Linked DNA regions of Anser cygnoides: region 2 is linked to region 1. A link is a contact called in public Hi-C data. All regions are on one chromosome and are shown on one strand. Each heading gives the region's core, a stretch centred on a gene start, on an enhancer-like site or on the middle of the called end of the contact. The rest is flanking DNA. Distances are from core to core; before and after follow the strand shown. Region 1 has its middle 39 kb from the start of GATA6. Region 2 has its middle 13 kb from the start of CABLES1.

Region 1 (2,700 bases), core at 143-2,642:
GCCCTGGGGGAGCACCCTGCTCCCAGCAGAGTAAATAATTATGTAAATTAAGGCTTCTGACAGCATCTTCCCAAGTGCTGGTGTCTGCCAGTCCGGAGCCAGACCCCAGTGTTTCCCCATCGCTTGTATGAACACCACTTGTGCTCCAGTGTTTCCCCATCACTCGTGCTCCATCTCTCTATCTTCCATTTTTCGGTGTCGTGCTGTTCTGGGGCTTCTTTCTCTTTAAGAGGAAACTCGGCGGAAGCTGAGCTATTCAATATTGTTTCGTATTATTTGGTTGTGAAACAATTTAATTTGTTTATGGCTCTAAAGGTCAGATTTGACTGTTGCCCAAATTTCTAAAGAATAAAGAATGAATCAGGCTGAAAGGGACTTTGTGGCATGATAAACTGGAGAAAGAGAAGGGGGCTAGTGAGAATATTTAACTGGAACAGCAAGACAAACTTACCTTCAGTTCAGGTTTAAAAGCCTAGTCAATCATTACACATTTTTTATTATTTACCTGGTACAAAATCCCCCCAGCAGAAGAAGTAGAAAAACTCACAGGCCACATTCTTTCAAATTTTTAGTAGCTTGCTTGGCATTTTTTTTTCTTTTCTGTAGCTCAGGAAAATTCAGGTGGTATGGATTGCATTGGTGCATTTATAGATTAGAAATAAAGTGGCAGTGCATGGTGGCTGTGACTCCAGGCAGGGGATGTTTGTAACACTGATGAGACCAGGGCCAGCCGGGGACTTTGAGAAGGAAGGTGATTCTCACACAGTGAGCAGAAGACAAAGGTTGCATTTACACCTGGCCAGAAGGTTTAATCATCTACCATTTCCAAACATTGCAGGCTCACAATCTGTTGTGTCTGAGATCATAAAACATATCACAAACTGGAGACAAGAGAGCTGGGGCTTGATTGACCAGAGCTTATCTTTTCTTTTTTCTTCCTTCTTATTTTTCACTCAGTTTTCTGCTTTAAAAAAAAAAAAAAAAAAAAAAAAAAAAAAAGATGCTTCTTTACTGGTGTAGCAGGAAACATGATGCAAAGCAAAGCAATTCTGAAAATCCAGGATGAGTGGGTGATTTCCATTCCTCTCCGCTTCATCACACCAAACACTTGGGAGACAGATCACCTGGTTGCTCAAACCTTCCTCCCAGGCTTGCAAGGAAAAGAAATTGTGGAAAAGGGAACAAAAAATGGAGAGGAGTACTCAAAGAGAAGCGGGTAGAAACCTCTCGTAGGTTGGTTTTCCAGGTCCTACCCCGGAAATATCTAACACTGAACCATCTGAAACTCTGGGTGTAGGTGACTTTCGCCTTTTGGGGGGGTGAGGTTTAAATTATGGTAACAGTTAAAAATAATCCATCTGTGATGGGAGGGTTTTTTTTTGCAACATTAGCAGCATTTTCGCACTTCTGATCTGCTGTTGGTTTCTCCCGTTCCTGTAACCCGTTGCTGACAGTGAGGTTGGCGAGTTTATTGAGCAAGACCAGTAACTCCCGTGCTGCTTCCTTCTGATGGCCTCTGCAAGGTCGTCACCCTTAGTTGTGTGATGGTGGCCAGGCTGTGGAGAGGATCGTGGATTTAACACATGTGGGATTTCCCACTGTTATCCATGATGGGCCCTGAGAGCAAGCGTGGAAGGGCCATGCCCTGGCCACAGCTCCATCATCCTTCGTGAGGGTTGGGCCTGCCATGCTAGGGAGGAGATGTTGCTTTGCACCTCGTTTGGGTGCTTCAGCGCTGATTCATCAAAGCACTTAGCGCTGGGGGGAGGAACGGCCCGGTTGGGATGAAGGTTTGCACTGCAGACTTCAAAGGAGGCCCAGTTTAACCCTTTGACTTCAGTGGGGTTAGAGCCCCCGTTTGGAGGTAAGCATGTGATAAGCTGGGTTGGGACCACCCTCTCTATTTGGAGGGGGGCGTAAATACCTTGAGTTTTGGGGGTATGATCACCTGTCTGATGATGCCTCTGTGAGATTTATGCCTGCCAGCTTTAACCTGCTTTAAAAAAAAGAGTGGAGTAGGAGCAATAAGAGTTTCCCCAGGTCAAGCTCATCAATCAAGGCAGGATGGAGGGCCATCTGCCCCTGGCATGGCCAGGTGCCCTCAGGGTGTCCCTAGCACCCTGGGGCTGCCCACGACCTGATAACAAGAGTGGCATCTTTGATGTCGCCTGGGGCAGCAGCCACACAGAATTGCATAATCAAGGTCACTGGAAAATTACACAAAACTTTGCCCACATCTATTGGAAAAATGTGAAACACTTGCAAAAAAAAAAAAAAAAGGAAGAAAGAAAGAAAGAAAGAAAAAAAAAACTAACCTCATACCATGCTGTGAATGGCATGCTACAGTGGTGAGCTTTCCCCTCACTGTACCCTAGAAGTACGTATGAAAAAATGTGAGCGGACATAACAGCAATTAAAAATTTTCACTGATAGCCACATGAAATCAACTCTGAGGTTTCCCCTCTCTCTTCTTCAGATAAAGTTTTAATTACATGATGGTGTGTGAATATAATAAGTAATCATCTCATACTTCGCATTACTGAGTGCTGTCTCTGAGGAGTTTAAGGGGTGAGTTGGGTTTCACGTGCCCTCAGGAGCTGCTAAGCATTTGCATGGCTACTTGCAAAAAAAGAAATACCTAAGCTGAAAATATGTAGATGAAAATAAAGAGGAGAAGAAATTTCAGAGCTCATCTTTGGA
Region 2 (2,700 bases), core at 179-2,678, 290 kb after region 1:
GGTTCTGAGTATCTCAGAGAAGGAGACTCCACAGCCTCTCTGGGCAGCCTGTCCCAGCGCCCTGTCACCCTCACAGTAAAGAAGTGTTTTCTGATAGCCATGGGAAGACCAATACATCTGCTTGGAGGTCCACAAAACCACAGCTGTGACTGAAAGAAGGAATACAGAAAAAGCCACGGTGAAAGCAGCTTCCTAGGCCTTGTTTTAGGACCTGTCTCTTCCACAACCAGGCCTCGCTGTTGTATTTTAGGTTGGGGGTGTCTGTGTTTCCTCATGAACATCCCCGGGTCCCAGCACAACCTCGGGGTACACGGCGGGGCTCAGCAGTGGAGAACATGAGGGCCTTTCTGCCTTGACACTCGACTTGCTGCGCTAACGCTTTCTGGAAGTCAGATTTCTGTTTATTTATAGACAAATGAAAATATTATGTCTACTTTCATGTGGCAGGCTCAGAAAACAAGAAACAGTCACAGGAAAAGCATTTGTGATGGAAAGTTGCTGTCCTCTCCCTGGGACCGTTTGGTCTGTGAGAAGAGAAGGAAAACGGGGAGGGGGGAAGGGATATATAGATATATATATATGCATGCATATATATAGTCTGTATGTGTTTATATTTTAAATATATATTATATATAGAAGTAAGAATCATAATCTTAGAAGAAACCACTATGAATATTTCTCATTAACATGAGAAGAAATAATACTGGTTCTTATAAGGGTCAGAAGGCAGCAACGTGTGCTCCACGGATGCGCACATCCTTGGTGGGAGCTGGAGGCCTGGACATCGGTAGTTTTTGTGAGGGCATGAATGAAGGACAAATAAATCCAGGCTCCAGCTCCCACCCTAGCTTTCCTCTGGGAAGCCTCCTGGCATGCTCCTTGCTCTCTGGGTTTTTGAAAACCAATTATAATGTCAATTATCATATTTTTATTCTTTCCCTCTAATAAAGAGCATCCCTAAGAGTGTCTCATCCACATGCCTTTCCTCTACTGCACCCAGCATTTCCCCAGCTTTGGCCAAGCTGGCGGCCCTGACCCCCTTCCCTCTCTACCTGCCACATCGCCTCTGTGAGCCCCGAATCCCAAAAAATCAGCAGCATCTAAAAATATCAGCATATATATATAGCATATATATACATAGCATATATATATATATCATTGGAGGCCCGACTCACCCATGCAAAGTGCCATCCTGCGGGATCAGTGCTACAGGGAGTGCAGAAGGTGCACGTGGCCTTTGCACTGTCCCTGCCAAGGCAGATTGCATTGCTGCAAAGTACTTGCTGGGGACCAAATCTGTCCTCGCTGGAGGAACCTGCTATACCACAACAGGCATACGTGCCTTTGTTTCTACTCCAAAAACAGAGCGCAGTTTGAGGAGGGGCTCAATGCCATCCTTCTTCCACAACTTTAAGAGCAATTTTGAAAATTGCTCTCTTGTGACCTCAAAAAAATACATAATTTTCTATAGGAATTGCAAATATGAGAATTCAGGGAAAAAATCTCCCATCAGGAAGACATTTTCCCAGACTTGGATGCTACAAGCAGCGGAGCCCAGCGCGTGTGCAAACACAACGTGCCTCTGGCCTGAGCGGGCGAGCAGCACATAATGGGGCAAAAATCACACGTGGTGACACCGGCGAACATGCAGAGCACGAAACCCTCTGCTAGCTCTCCCAGAAAAATAGCCTTGAACAAACCAGCCCCGGGCCATTTCGGACGGCAACAAAGCTAACAACGAAACCAAACAGAGAAATATCCTGACAGACTTCAGCTCAGTGAGCAAACAAACACAGAAACCCGGGTTCCAAAGAGCGGGGGAACTCAGTTATGAAACGAGTTTTTGGTACAAAAGGAAGCTTAAAGCCACCGCTGGTGATCAGGCAGGGAGGAGGAAGGTCGCACTGGGTGTCAGGCCACACTTCACACACACACAGATCGTTCAATCAATATTTGTCCTGGAATCGTACCCGGTGGAAAATTTCGAATTGAAAGGTCAGCATAATTCAGTGCTCACTTTCATTCATGCTGCATGCTTGGAAGAACGCGTGTTTTTACATCTAGCACAAAATAAGCTTCATAAATCCAAGGATTTTTTTTTAACCAAAAAAAAAAAAAAAGACAGACATCTTGGAAGTAAGCCCTGTGTTCGTAATGCCTCTCAGTTACACCTTCAGCGGGACAGGGACCTCTCGCCTATGATTTTAGCAAAATAACCGCGGCACGAGGGGGGCTGTTTAAATCCCCAGGCTCTGGACCTAATGGCACAAATCCACAAACGTGGGTGAGAAGTGAAAGCTCCAGAAACCTCCCCAAAGCCGGGAGCATGGGCACTGCTGCTGCCCCGGCACGCTGCGAAGGGCTGCACGGGGATTTATCCCCGCCGCCCCTGCCTGCCTCGGCCATGCCGGCATCGGGGGTTTTATTTAAGGTCACTCCAGGAACAGCGGAAAGATCTAATCCCGTGATCACCAGACAGCTGTTACCCCCTGCCTTTGTGAAAATGATGATCTCAAGTTGAGGATCTTGTTGCCTTGAATCATTGTTTTTTTTCCCCCCGTGTGTTTGCCGTAACAGATTGTTTGCTCGCATTCGGACTGTAAGGTCATGACTCAGTTTTTTTCCCCCTATCAAGAATTAAAGGAAATTTGAGTGTGTGCGGCCCTAAACATGGACTTTAGAATTTGGCTCCAAAAAAAT

Evidence for each region. Hi-C and Micro-C count contacts between places; a contact is called where the count stands out from the background.
Region 2: a Hi-C map of liver shows a contact between it and region 1, with 11 times the contacts expected there. The contact joins two enhancer-like sites. A contact is called at or near these places in 2 of 7 Hi-C or Micro-C datasets (both in liver).

The regions. Positions count from the first base shown.
Region 1 is chr2:113,649,274-113,651,973 of Taihu_goose_T2T_genome, forward strand. No RefSeq gene overlaps it. Among named protein-coding and RNA genes, the nearest start is that of GATA6, 39 kb to the right of the region's middle. Within about 2 kb of position 1,393, at least 2 of the 3 cell types and tissues checked have open chromatin away from gene starts, as enhancers often do. A contact at or near this core is called in liver, where this site is marked.
Region 2 is chr2:113,941,978-113,944,677 of Taihu_goose_T2T_genome, forward strand. No RefSeq gene overlaps it. Among named protein-coding and RNA genes, the nearest start is that of CABLES1, 13 kb to the right of the region's middle. Within about 2 kb of position 1,429, at least 2 of the 3 cell types and tissues checked have open chromatin away from gene starts, as enhancers often do. A contact at or near this core is called in liver, where this site is marked.